3 separate regions of the Zea mays genome follow, and regions 2 and 3 are each linked to region 1. A link is a contact called in public Hi-C data. All regions are on one chromosome and are shown on one strand. The core of a region is the stretch at or near the end of the contact, and the rest is flanking DNA. Distances in the headings are between cores, read along the strand shown.

The links. Hi-C and Micro-C count contacts between places; a contact is called where the count stands out from the background.
Region 2: a Hi-C map of leaf mesophyll shows a contact between it and region 1, with 2.1 times the contacts expected there. The contact joins the promoter of LOC100281419 here to the promoter of LOC100285990 in region 1. A contact is called at or near these places in 5 of 25 Hi-C or Micro-C datasets (bundle sheath, ear, leaf and 2 more).
Region 3: a contact with region 1 is called in a Hi-C map of tassel, with 2.3 times the contacts expected there. The contact joins the promoter of LOC100384312 here to the promoter of LOC100285990 in region 1. A contact is called at or near these places in 2 of 25 Hi-C or Micro-C datasets (ear and tassel).

What each region holds. Positions count from the first base shown.
Region 1 is chr1:258,429,675-258,434,054 of Zm-B73-REFERENCE-NAM-5.0, reverse strand. LOC100285990 reads right to left here and starts at 3,018. Exons shown (of 7, transcript NM_001158878.2): 1 at 2,760-3,018; 2 at 2,345-2,458; 3 at 383-496. The coding sequence starts at 2,456.
Region 2 is chr1:258,576,736-258,581,185 of Zm-B73-REFERENCE-NAM-5.0, reverse strand. LOC100281419 reads left to right here and starts at 1,975. Exons shown (of 9, transcript NM_001361494.1): 1 at 1,975-2,149; 2 at 2,956-3,088; 3 at 3,194-4,061; 4 at 4,170-4,274; 5 at 4,383-4,448. The coding sequence starts at 3,033.
Region 3 is chr1:258,179,052-258,183,633 of Zm-B73-REFERENCE-NAM-5.0, reverse strand. LOC100384312 reads left to right here and starts at 1,702. Exons shown (of 1, transcript NM_001176867.3): 1 at 1,702-3,352. The coding sequence starts at 1,778. The coding sequence ends at 3,109.

The sequences.
Region 1 (4,380 bases), core at 1,769-4,268:
ACTGTTGAGTTGAGGAGAGGGATGAGAGCGCTCGTATCCGGTCATTTTGGTGGAGCGAGAGCATCCCAAATATTTGTTGTTTATAGACTTCAGGAGCCGCTCCGCTCTCCTCCATGGTAACCAAATATAAAAAAAATAAGAATAGAGTCGTTCCATTTCCCTCCGCTCCTCAACCAAACACACCCTAAATAAAGCATCAAATTATGCCCGGTTTATAGGTCATGCTAAAACAAGTTACCAGAAAGAAAGATGTGTGCCACATGTTCATTGTGACTGACAATGGTCCTTGTTGACCCTTCTACCTCAAGAGAGGGTGAATGTCTTAGAGTAGTCATGTAAAAACCTCAGAGACAGAGGAGGAGGGGGCGGGGGTCAATAGTACCTGGTCTAACAAGGTTCACTGTGTTGCAACATGAACACCTTACGGTGTCTGCACTGCGAGTATACATCAGCAAAGTTCGACAGCCACCACATATAAGCTGAGCCATCTCCAATCCTGCAATAATCAAGTTAAAAAAAAAGAACATCAAACTAGTGTGTGAAGGTGTCGCAGACCAAAATATGGGCCACCACGACGACCCTAGAGGGGCAACAGAGGCCCAAGCCCAGCCTCACCCTGGGCACCGCCAGGGAGGCGCACGAGTGTAAACCCTAAAATATGTATTTAAGATAGTTGGAAGTTTCTTCATCATTCGAGAAATAAAATTTAGCATCTATTACTACGTGAATCTTTATCACAGCATATCCTTCTAACTAGCTATACAAATAAAAGTAATATTGAATTTTGATGCCTCAAATCTAAATTTGAGATTTTAAAATTTTAGAATATAATTTTGAACTTAGGAAAATAAGCAATACAAGTATTTCCTATTTAACCGAGTGAATATTCCTTTCATTTATAATACATGTAGAGTCATTCACTCAAATAAATAACAAATAAACAAATATAATTTTGCATCTCATGTTGGAGTTTTAATTGCTTGAGCATTTCAAATTGTGTGTGCAAATTTCAAACCAAAATTCGAAATATGAACATGGGAAATGGAAAAGAAAGAAATACAAAATAGAAAAAACAAAAATATATCAGATCTAAGCCAAAACCGCGGCCACTGGCCCAATTACACTCCGCCCGGCTGGCTTCAAGTGCCGACAGGGGGGACCCGTGTGTCAGCCGTCTTCCGCGCGCTGCTCCATTTGTGAAGACGCTGTCACGTGGGGCCCTGGTGTCGGACCCGTTTCCTCCACGTCTCGGCCCACTCGTGGGTTTCTCTGGTTCACGGCCACAGACCTGCTTTCGTCCAGTTGGGCTTTACACCTCGCCGGCCCACCTGTGCTCTCAATTGCAGCCGCTCTTGTGTCACTGTCGGGCGGGCCCGCGCGGGCAGGGTAATACAGCGTGCCTGTATATCCCTGACGTCGCTGACGTATGGGACCACACAGGCAGGAGCCCCTATTCCTCCTAGAGATGCACTCGATCCAGATAGCCGCCACGCAACAAATCGCGCTGTGAACCTCGGGAATCTGTTGGGATTTCATAGGGAGTTGTTAGGATCTAGCCGTGTCCGCGGGCGCCACACCAAGCCTATATAGGGCCGCAATCCGATGGCTCGTAATCTCTCTCGCCCATTGATCGTGTCGAGCGCCCGCCGAGACAGAGAGAGAATAGGGGGGCGCCAATCCAGAGCTTCCTCGCTGCCGCAAGCGTGCCGTTGTCGAGGGAGTGAAGCTACAAGGGACACAGGGTTGCAGCGCTTGATCCCGTCGGTGTTCGGACGGTTCACCGTGGTGCGCTGAAGGGCAGGGCCTCGGCGGAATCTCTTTAATCTAGTGTTCGTCCATTATTTTAGCAAAGTTCCAACTTCTATGTTTCCATCCAGAAAAAAACAGCAAGGGAAAACCAAGTGCACGTGCAACCTAATCAGATTATTAACTAGCATGAATCCTAGCTGATAACCAGATGTTAAACAAAGAGAATGCATACAGCAAAACTAGGTATGCTCAAGCTTAGACTTTAGTAACAACCGACTTTTCCAAACAAAATAACTCATATTCAGAAAGGATAGTCACTTGGGACATGTAAATTATTGTCCATTTCATTTTTCTTGTGTTGGTATGGTAAATAGAATCACAATACCTGTCAAATAGCACGAAACTCTGTAGTTTATTACTATTAAAACATTATTATTATTATTGTCGTATATGATCTGAAACTCAAATGTTTGTTTCTCATGCACCCCTAACTAATTCGCTGTGCACAGGTTGAGAGAACCAGAGGCGATTATTACCGCGTCCCAGTCCCAGAGGAGCAAGCAGTCAAAAGGGAAACCAAGCATCCAGTACGTACCTGGTGGCGGCACGGTGGTGATGGCCTGGCAAACCGCGCAGCAGACGCTGGACGCGCCACGCGGGTAGAGCAGAAGGGTCCGGCAAGCATGGCACATGATCTGGTTCTGCATACCTGGAATCGAAAGAGGAAAAAGAAGCGAGGCACGTATGAGCATCCAATCGCAACCTGGTGGTAATCAACAAAGCAACCCGACCATCGGATGAGTCGAGCAACGACCCAGGGCCCAACACTGAATTCGATTGGTGGCGACAGCGAGATCGGTCGATCAACCAACCCACGCGTGCCCGCCCCCACCCTACCATTAACCGAAGAGCCAAATGCATGCCAGCTATACTCGCATGGATCCGGGTCAATCGGGATCTCGCCAAGCGTGAGAAGAGGAGGAAGACGAGGGGAGGACGAGGCAACTCACCGGCGTGGAACGCGCTAGGCTGTCCTGACGTCTGTGGCTCCGGTTGCTCCGGGAAGAGCTCGAGGCGGGAGGAAGGCGAGGAGGGACGCGTTGTCGCTTATCTCTGTTCTTCCTTCCTCTTCTAGGCGAGGCGAGGGGGAGATGATTTCGGATTGGATTTGTCCGGGATGTGAGAGGAAGAGGAAGAGAAGAGGAAGGAGGGGACCAGTCGAGACGCTGCGGTGGGGCAGCACGGAAAAATTGTTACCGGCTTTATCAGTTTATCACGCGCACGCGGCTCGGATGGGTCCGCGCCTCCGCGGGGACGCCATTTCGTCGCTGCCTTCTCCGCACGTGCAGAGGAGAAAAAGGGTCGTTATATTTAACAATATATCACGAGTTTTAAAACAAATAATAAAGTCATGTTTGGCAAAACCTTTAGAAATTTTGGTAGAATAGGTAAAGTAGATTATTAGTTGCTTTAGAAAATCGTCAAATTAGAGTTCGAAGTCTTTAGATGACATCTAGATAAGTTATTTTGTTTATTATTTAGATTAAAAATATTTTTAAAACTATTTAAAGTCATATTATAAACAATAACTTTACATTGGAGCTAGAATCTGAAGTCATCCTAAACACCTCTAAATCATTGTGCCTCTTTAAATTAACATTTTCTAGTAACTTTTAAGATAATCTTATATAATATTCTTACATCATTAGTACAAATAAATAATTATGTATGATGTTTTATTTGTCTTTGTATTATATCAATTAATCTTTTGTTTTTGGATCATAAAAATAGTGAGATATTGTTATTTTATTTGTATCAACTCAAATTAGATTTTATCTAACTATGTATTTATTTTTAAGACTAAAAATTATAGATTACATACATAAAAGTTGCAACAAACTAATTCTACAAATTTTAATCTAAAATATATAAAATAATTTTGTGAAAAAACTAAATTTTAGTCACCTGATTTTAGCAAGAACCTTAAAAGTTTTTTCAAACCATTCCTCTTTGATGTGAGTTTTAGATCTTAACTCAGTTTTTTATATTTAATCAAATTTATAGAAAAAAGTACAATATCTATAACATCAAAAAATAAATATGTATGAATATATATTTTATAATAATACATCTAAATATATTAATTTGATGTCATAGATTTTGATACCATATTTATATTTTATAAATATGGTGAAATCTGAAAATATTTAAGACAATAACATTTGATTTGGGAGTTGTTGCGATAGCGCACCGACTGGAGTGCATGGAAAATCAAGATAGAGCTATTATAGTTCGGTATAAACTAATCTGTTTAGTTTGACTTTTAGCTTTGTCTTTTGCCTCGTAAAAGTTAAGCCAAAGGACTTTCTCCTATTGTAAAACTAAAAGCATCTTTAGACCTACTTTTATCGTCTTTTGGATGGAACTGTGAAAGCGTACATAAAATTACTTTTAGTGGTTTTCACATAATAGTTTTTAGCATTTTAACAACTCACAGTCTCCGATAACTTTTTTCACATCTCACTAGGTATATGCCCGTGCGTTGCAACAGAGGGCACTTGTGCACGCGCAGGTCATTATTTAGTGATGCTATCAAGCATCAACATAATAATCATAATAAATGTTGAAGTC
Region 2 (4,450 bases), core at 726-3,225, 150 kb before region 1:
CAATACAATGTGTATCTAGATATTGTTTGTACATTCAATACGAAATTAATAAATGGCATGATATTACATTTGAAATTATGTTTTTATATTTGTCGATGATAAATATATGTTCTTCATGACCTTCACCCATCTATGTAATTAGTTTTATAATTAGACTATATTTTATACTTGTAACTAGGATCAAACAATCATATGTGACGGGACTAAAATTTAGTTCTGTACAATGAAACGGAGCCTTAATCGAAACTAGATCACACAAATGGCAACCCGCCTATTCTGGCAGCTTATCTGTGTATATGACTGGTGCTGGGAATTGGGTTGGGCTAGCCCGGCCCAAGCCCATCATGCTTCGTGCCAAACAGGTTTGGGTCAGAAAAACCCAAAAAACTTTTAGGTCGTGTCGTGCCAGCTCAAAGTGTAAAAACAGTGGCCCGACCCGGCCCTAAACCATGTCGTGCCTTTATTGGGCCGTGCTGGCCCAAGCCCGGCCCATATATTTGACCACATAAAATCAAAATATTACAACCACATAAAGTGCATAACCTACTAAATTAAAGATATTAAACAATCCTAACATCATTTTACCATATAAACTCTAAATATCACAACAATATAAAGTCTCTAGCTTACCAAATTAAAGTAATTAAATAACTTGGGTTTTATTGGGCCGTGCCGGTCCAAGTCTGGTCCGTCTGTGCGGGCCGTGCTGGGACGACGAGCTGGAATTTAAGGCCCGACTCAAGTCTGTCTTCGGGCTGTGCTAGTCGGCCCATATTATTTCATGTTGGACTGTGTTTTGGGCTTCTGTTTTCAGACCGTGCTCGTGCTGGCAAAAAAAAAAAGTCTTGACTATATTCGCAGCACTATATATGACTGGTGGCAACAATGCTTTCTCTTTGCCGGGAGAAAACGGAGAGCAGGGGCGGGAGAGATTAACGAGGTGGAATGCCACATCCTACGTCAGTACTGGAGCAGGCAACAACCGAGAGCTGAGCTGTGCCTTCTCTAGCAGCAGTCGTCGTCAGCACAGGCGCGAGGCGAAGCACCGGCAAGGCAGAGCCGCAGATACGGTGGCCGCGCCCGACAGCAGCAGCTACCAGCGTAGACGTAGCAGCGTCCGCTCGTAGCTAGCTAGCACACAGGCCCCGTTGACCAACTCCAGCAGACTCCCTCTCCGTATCCCTAAAACGCGCGGCCAACACATTCTCTCTCCTCTCCGTATCCGTCTCCGTTTCCAGCAACACTCCCCATCCCACTCCGCATGCAGTCTATGACACCTGGGGCCCGCCAGCAGGCGCGCGCGCACGCAGAGAGCTGCGGAGAGAAGAGAGAAAGCGTGGAAATGGGGAGTCAGGGTACAGGCCGTGCGTTTTACGGAGCCGGATGCGGAGCCTGCTGGACTGATGAATAGTGTGCTAGACTCCGCAAAATACGGATACGGAGCCGCATGCGGAGTGCTGCTGGAGTTGGTCTTAGTTACTCGAAATGGTAAGTCCCGTAGTGTACCTGCGCGGTGTCGGCGCATGCGCAAAACGGCATGCACGGGCACGGCACGCGCACACCGCCTCCCGATCGTCCTCTTCTCTACTACTAAAGGATTAGTAAGGGAAGGACCGAAGGAGTACTCTTCTGGTCCGCATCATCCACATGCCGCCGCCGCCGCCGCTACGCTACGCTAGCTGCCGCTCTGCAAGGGCCCCCCGCGCGGGGCCCCCGCGGCCCTGGCTCTGCCGGCTCGATCGCCTAATCATTCGCCCCGGGCGCGGCCGGACCCCTACACCTCCTCTACCACACCGTAGCATCAGCCCATCTCGCTCCCGCTTTCCCATCGCTCTCGCGCGTCCCTGTCCGCGGGAATCCACCTCAGTCCAGCCACACCGCAATGCTGCTGCGTCTGCCTCTGCGTGCTCAACACCTCCGCTGCATAAAAGCAACCCTCCCTTCTCTCCCTCACTTCCCCGTCGCGCTGTCTACCTCTCTCTCTCTCTCATCACAGCACAGCTCCAGCTCTAGGCTGTAGAGGGTGGAAGAAGCGAGGTCGAGTCACAGAGGCCTGCAGCAACCGTCTGCGCTGAGCATCGAGGCCGCGCTCTGCAGTCTGCTGTCTGCTCTCCCTCGATAAGCCGGGTTCCAAGCTAGCTCTGCAGAGGTACTTGGTCTTTTCTGATTCTTGCTTCTCTTTCTCCCTCGAATTCTTTCTCTTCTATAATACATACTGCGCAGCTGTTCTTCTTCTCCGTCTTTTTTTTCTTACGAAATCTGATATGATACTTTCACCGTCATCCGTCCATTCTCACCGTGCAATCTCAACTTTACACTTCTTGACAGAAAGGTCCTCTGCTAAAAATTCAACGAAGCATCTGCTCTCCTCTCCTCTCCGCTGTTCTTGCTATATATCGATCGCGATTCCATTACTACGATACATAATAATAACAAAAAGAAAGAACCTTTCCGCGTGTTTGGTTGCTGCTCCTGAGCAGGCAGGTGCTTCTCCCCTCGCGAGTATGTGGGTGTCCACACCACACGCCTATCCTCCTTTTTTTTCCGCTTCTTCTCTGTTTTCTTCCCTCTTAATATATCCATCAAATCACTGTGTTAGCGTGTTATGTTCTTGCACCCCCACTGTTCACATGCCCTGCTTTCCCCCCGATCCGTGTACCCTGTTGTGGGGCCTGCGGATTTATCGTATTCCCGCGTCCTATCTCTTTTTCTTGTTGGAACAGAGCTGCCAGTCATAGCAGATAGTAGATAGAGAACAAGCATAGATTAAGTGACACACCGCTTGCTCCATCTGGGGTCAAACAGAGGCTTTTGTGTGGTGCAAGCAAGATCCTGGACAGGAGACGTCATTGTTTACTGTTTTTTTTCTCCTCCATTGACAGTTGCATAAAGGCTGGCAGCAATTTTTAAGATCATGCTTTGAGTTCCCATGCACGTTCCCCCTGCTTCTTGCAGTGTGAGCTCTGACTGAACACGAAGTGATTGGCGGCTTCTCATCGATCGATGGTTGTGTTGTGCTGGCCATCTGAGCGATGAACCAGTTCGTCCCTGATTGGAGCAACATGGGAGACACCTCCAGGCCGCTCGGGTGAGCACTACTCTGATCCCCCCCTAATTGATGATCCATGGAGACCGTGACGCGGAGAGGGAGGAAGGATAACGAAGATTCTGCTGTGTTCTTGCGTTGGTGCAGCGAAGAAGACGACCTCATCGAGCTGCTATGGTGCAACGGCCATGTCGTCATGCAGAGCCAGAGCCACCGGAAGGTGCCGCCGAGGCCGGAGAAGGCGGCGGCAGTGGCGGCTCCACCAGCCCCCGCGTCCGTGCCGCAGGAAGACGAGGGCGGCCTGTGGTTCCCCTTCGCGCTGGCCGACTCGCTGGACAAGGACATCTTCTCGGAGTTCTTCTGCGAGGCACCGACGCCGGCACCGGCGGCGGCGGATGCGGCGCCGGCGGCCTCTGGTGGTGGAACCGGCACCGAAGCCGGCGGCAAGTCGTGCGGCGGGGACGTCCCAGTCCCAGCAGAGGACGACAGGCGCGGCGGCGGCGGGGCGTGCGCGGTGTCGGCGGGGGACCCGTGCGACCTGATGCCGCCTCCCAAGTCGACGCCCGCGTCCTGCTCCAGGCAGCAGACGACGATGAGCCTGGCCAACGGCGGCGACAATGCCGGAGGGGACCTGCCGGGCCTCGTCCGTGCGGGGGCGGAGGCCGGCGCGTCGTCGATGCTGAGCGCGATCGGGTCCAGCATCTGCGGGAGCAACCAGGTCCTGGTGCAGCGCGCGGCGTGCGCGCCGGGGCGCGCGTCCGCGTCCGGCTCCGGAACCGCCCGCGGCGACGGGTCCGGGTCCGCCGCGCTGCCGTCGGCGGTGGGCAGCGCGAACGCGAACGCCGTGGGCGGCGGCAGGGGCCACGAGGCGTCCTCGTCGGGGCGGTCCAACTACTGCTGCTTCGGCGCCGCCACCACCACAACCACAACCACCACCACGGAGCCCGCGAGCACCAGCAACCGGAGCAGCAAGCGCAAGCGGCTCGACACCGAGGACTCGGAGAGTCCCAGCGAGGTCTCGCCCTTTGAACTTTACGATCAGTGCCTCGTCGATCCGTCTATCACTGTTGTTTAATACTAGCAATAACGGGCCTGGGCCGCCGGCAATGCTACGGTGGTGCAGGACGCGGAGTCGGGGTCCGCCGCGATGTTGGCGCGCAAGCCGCCGCAGAAGATGACGACGGCGCGGAGGAGCCGCGCCGCCGAAGTGCACAACCTGTCGGAGCGGGTGCGTGTGACTCTGACGACGACAACTTGTTGCTAGCTGTTGCCTCGTTGAACAGTCGACGACGGTCTCTGACATGGGTGTTTTTGTTTGGTCCCAACAATGTTGCAGAGGAGACGAGACAGGATAAACGAGAAGATGAGAGCCCTGCAAGAGCTCATACCTCACTGCAACAAGGT
Region 3 (4,582 bases), core at 453-2,952, 250 kb after region 1:
GTGAAAATCATGTTTCCACATGTGGTTTTCTTAAGCAGTCCGCCAGTGCTAATGTTATTTCCACTGGTGGTTGCAAAACAACCGCCAGTGAAAAACGTCGATTTCTATTGGCCTCTATCACTGGCGGCCCTGAAAAACGCCAGTACAAATAGCTCTAGAACCGTTACTATAAAGCTTCTGTGTACTAGTGTCTAGTCCTCTTAATTGATAGCTATTTTTTTGGCACCGTTTAGTACGGCTTCTGCAGGAGCCACACCCGTTTCAGAGCACTCCCAAACAAGCTTTTAGCCTAGCTTAACAGTTAACACACATGGGTCAAAGCCTCATGCGTGCTGGCAATATAAGGGCATGACCTGCAGGTTCACTTTGCAACTATGCGACACAGACAAAATAGAAGTGGTAATCCTTGATGCTTCTCTATATATCTACCCCGGCCCGCTGCCCTTTGTCGTGTTCCTCTCCAATCCCCCTACCCCTTATGCGCTCTTTCCACGGGCTTTCCTGCGCACACGTGCATGCAACGATCGAACATGTTAGCTTCATCTGCTTCCCAGTTGTGTTTGTGTCTCAGCATCCCTACAGTCCTATACTCCTATGCTAGTGTGATTCATACATCCTCTGCATAGCATAGAACGTGCTACTATCTCTGCTGCTAAGTTTTTTTATATACTGTAGTATATCTGAGCCACTTGTCTTGTACTGTCCTATTTCGGTGCATACACCTGATTGGTTACCCGCACCATTCTATCTTGAATCATCGTGTGCGTTGACTTTGGCTGAGCGTCTGTTTGGTTGGCTGTACGCAAGGAATGTTGGTTGCATGAGTGGATGCAAAATAAGTCATTATAGGTCATTTAACTGCATCTGCACATTATGAGAGACCGGTATGCACGCCCTGGGTTAGTACCACCTCACCTAGTCAAGGGGGTCGTGGTGGCCTTATAAGGGCGGGCCTCTCTTCTCTCTCAGCCTAGGTTTTGAGAGTAAGGTGCTCGTCTGAATAGGTCGTCGCGAGCGCATGAACGTCCGACTGTGCCTCTTAGAGGGGTGGGATGTGCCTTTTAGAGCCATCCGTAGGGATGGCAATTTGACCCGTGGATTTGGATATCCGTCGGATATCCGACCCGACGGATCCAGATATGGATACGTGTATTTTTGGCCTAGCCCATATTACATAGCAAGGCTCGCATGCTTATAATAATTCTTTTATTAAGTTTTAATTGTGTATGATGGTGAATTAGGAAGAAATTTGACTAATTATGTTATTGAATTATTGAATAAATGATTGTGTCTGTCATATCCGACGAATATCCGAAACCCGTCCGAAATCCGATGGGCACGGACATAGATATAAATTTGTACCCACGGGTACGGTTACGGACGAATATTGGTAGCAACCGTGGATATGGTTGCAGGCGGATATTTGCAATATCCGATATGAATCCATTGCCATCCCTACAACGCCGAGGTACTTGACCGGGGACTCCGCAAGTGCCAGCGCACGCGATCGCCGCAGGTCCGCCGTTGTCTGGCCATCCCGGGACACCACCAGACACCACCCCGAATCCCGCCGCGTCGGCGTCGGTGACCCTGCCCCACCGCGCGGTGACGAGGTGGTCCCGCGGCCACGTTTGCGCCCGGTGGCGGTGCTAGCCTGTGGCAGCAGCCTCTATAAAAGACTAGTGCAGCAGACTGGGACGCATCGGCATTCACGACTCACGAGCTCCAATCAGTTATCAGTCTCTAGCTATCCTGTCTGCTTGCTTCTGGACCATCGATGGAGGCCTACGCGGCAACGGCGTCGCCACCCACGACGACAGCCATGTGTGTGGACAAGCTCAGCCACCAGCTCTTCTCCCTGCTCGAGACCAGACTCCTGGGCGGGTGGTGCCCGTCCGTCCCCGGGACGCCGGCGCGGGCGCTCCTCGACGGCGGCCGCGTGCGGGTGCTCGCCATCGACGGCTGCGGCGCGGGCGCAGAGGACGCGCTCCTGGCCGCCGCGGCGCTTGCGAGGCTCGAGGCCAGGCTGCGCGACCGCACGGGGGACCCCGACGCGCGCGTCGCGGACTTCTTCGACGTGGCCGCGGGCGCCGGCGCGGGAGGCGTCCTCGCCGCGATGCTGCTCCTGAGGGGCGCCGACGGCCGGCCGCGGTACTCGGCGCAGGAGGCTCTGGCGTTCGTCGCCGGGAGCGTCGGGACCAAAGGCTGGTGCGGCCGGCGCGGGCGGTGGGCGAAGCTCTTCCGCCGCGGTTCCCGAGGCGGCGACCGCACGCTCCGCCGCGTGTTCGGGGACGCCACGCTGAGGGACACCGTCGCGCCGCTGCTCGTGCCGTGCTACGACCTCGCCACGGCCGCGCCCTTCGTGTTCTCGCGCGCCGACGCCGTCGAGAGCGACACCTTCGACTTCCGCCTGCGCGACGTCTGCGCCGCCGCCTGCGCCGCGGGCGGCGCGGTCGCGCCAGTCAGGTCGGTGGACGGCCTCACGGCCGTCGCCGCGGCGTCCGGGGGCGTGGCGGCCATGTGCAACCCGGCCGGGACCGCCATCACGCACGCGCTCCACAACAAGCAGGAGTTCCCCCTCGCCACCGGCGTCGACGACCTCCTCGTGCTCTCCATCGGCGCCGGCGCCTCCGCCGCCAACGGTTCGAGCACGCCGATGCCCGCACGCTCTCCGTCGCCGCGGGAGCTGGCGCGCGTAACCGCCGAGGGCGTCGCGGACATGGTGGACGAATCATTGGGCATGGCGTTCGGGCGCGCGCGCGGAAGCAACTACGTGCGCATCCAGGCCGGTAAGGCGCTGGTCCCGATCCGCACCGACGAAGCGTCCGTGGCCGCCGAAGCGATGCTAGCGCAGCGGAACGTGGAGTCGGTGCTGTTCCGCGAGCGGAGGCTGTCGGAGCGGACGAACGCCGAGAAGGTGGACGCGCTGGCCGCGGAGCTGGTCAAGGAGCAGGAGCGGCGGAGGCGCAGCCCGCTTCCGAACGTGGCTATCAAACAGGTCGGCACACCGGCGCGGCTGTCGTCCGCGACCACTGCTTCGTCGGGCACTGGGACGGCCAGGACGGCGTCGACGATGCCGTCGCCGGCGTCATGGGAGTCACGCAGGTAGTAGTTGGGTTGATTTTAGGCCGTAATTGACGTGTGTACATGCATATATGGAATGCAAAGCTAGGAGTGGGGTGTGTAAGTGTGTTGTTTTTCTTCTTGGAACGGACGCTCACACGTGCGGTTCGGAAATGGAATTTCGGATGGCTCACTCAACCCTGCGTGCAACTCTTCACGTTTCTAGCAAAACGCATAAAAAAGCGCTGGCTGTCATCCTACCTTAAATCCACGGAATCTCTTTTCTTTCATCTCTATTTGCGTGTTCGCACACACACTGCTGGAAGGGACATCTCATTACTACATGTTCGCAACGTTCTATCAAGCAAATCAGAAAAACAACAACAGGGTGAACTTCAGGATGATACACTCTACCATTGAAGGAATTTAAGCTGCATGGCAGAACATTTACTTAGTCCAGTGGAACTGCCACACCCACTCTCTGACTGCAAATGGTCATGTCTTCTGCACTGTTCCCTAGGAATCTGCATTTCCAAACTGCCATTTACAAGCATTGTCATCTGCAACCTCAGACCATTGCCTTCTTCTACTTCCCTGGGAAACATGCTGGGTGAGGTTGCCTGGTTTTCCTCAGCAGGTCCAATCCTTCTAGGCTAAACCATTGCATTCAATTGATAAGTTGAGGGTGTTGCACACCAAATTGAGGAGATTAGCTAGGGGCTTAAGGACTTGAGGCAAACAGCAAATTGGTGGCCTGAAACTGCATTCTGAAACTGCTACAGAAGTTATTCTCTTATTGGACCAAGCACAAGAAATGAGACACATGTGGGGAGAGGAATTGGCACTGAAGAAAAAAGCAAGCAATCGGTTACTAGCTTATGCTGGCTGCTCTTCGGATAATCAAAGCAAGGCAAAGGTCAAGGCTCATTTGGATTAGATGTGGAGACGCCAACACTAAACTCTTCCAACTGAGAGCCAACTCCAGGAGGAGAAAGAATTTTATCGCACATCTGAACGTGCAAGGCAGAACTGTTACACAGCACGACGACAAAGCAACGACACTGCTGCACCACTTCCAGTCCCTCCTGGGAACTTATTCGACAAGAACAGCATCCATAAATTGGGATAGTTTACCACTGCCAACGCATGACCTACATTCCCTTGATGATCCACTAACTGAAGCTGAAATTCAGAATATCATTATGCAGCTACCTACTGAAAGCTTGCATTGCCTGGCCCGGACGGATTCACATGTTTATTTTTTGAAGAAAGCTTGGAACATCATCAAAGAGGATGTGTTGGCTGCACTACAGCAGATGTTTGCCTTACAAACAGAAAGGCTAGGCCTACTAAATACTTGCAAACATTGTCTTACTCCCAAAGGAGGAGGGAGCAGGCAATGCAACTGAATACAGACCCATCAGCCTCATTCACAGCATGGCCAAGCTGCTCACTAAAATCCTGGCAAACAGATTGCCACCCATGTTGATGCAGATGATTTCAAAAAACCAGAGTGCTT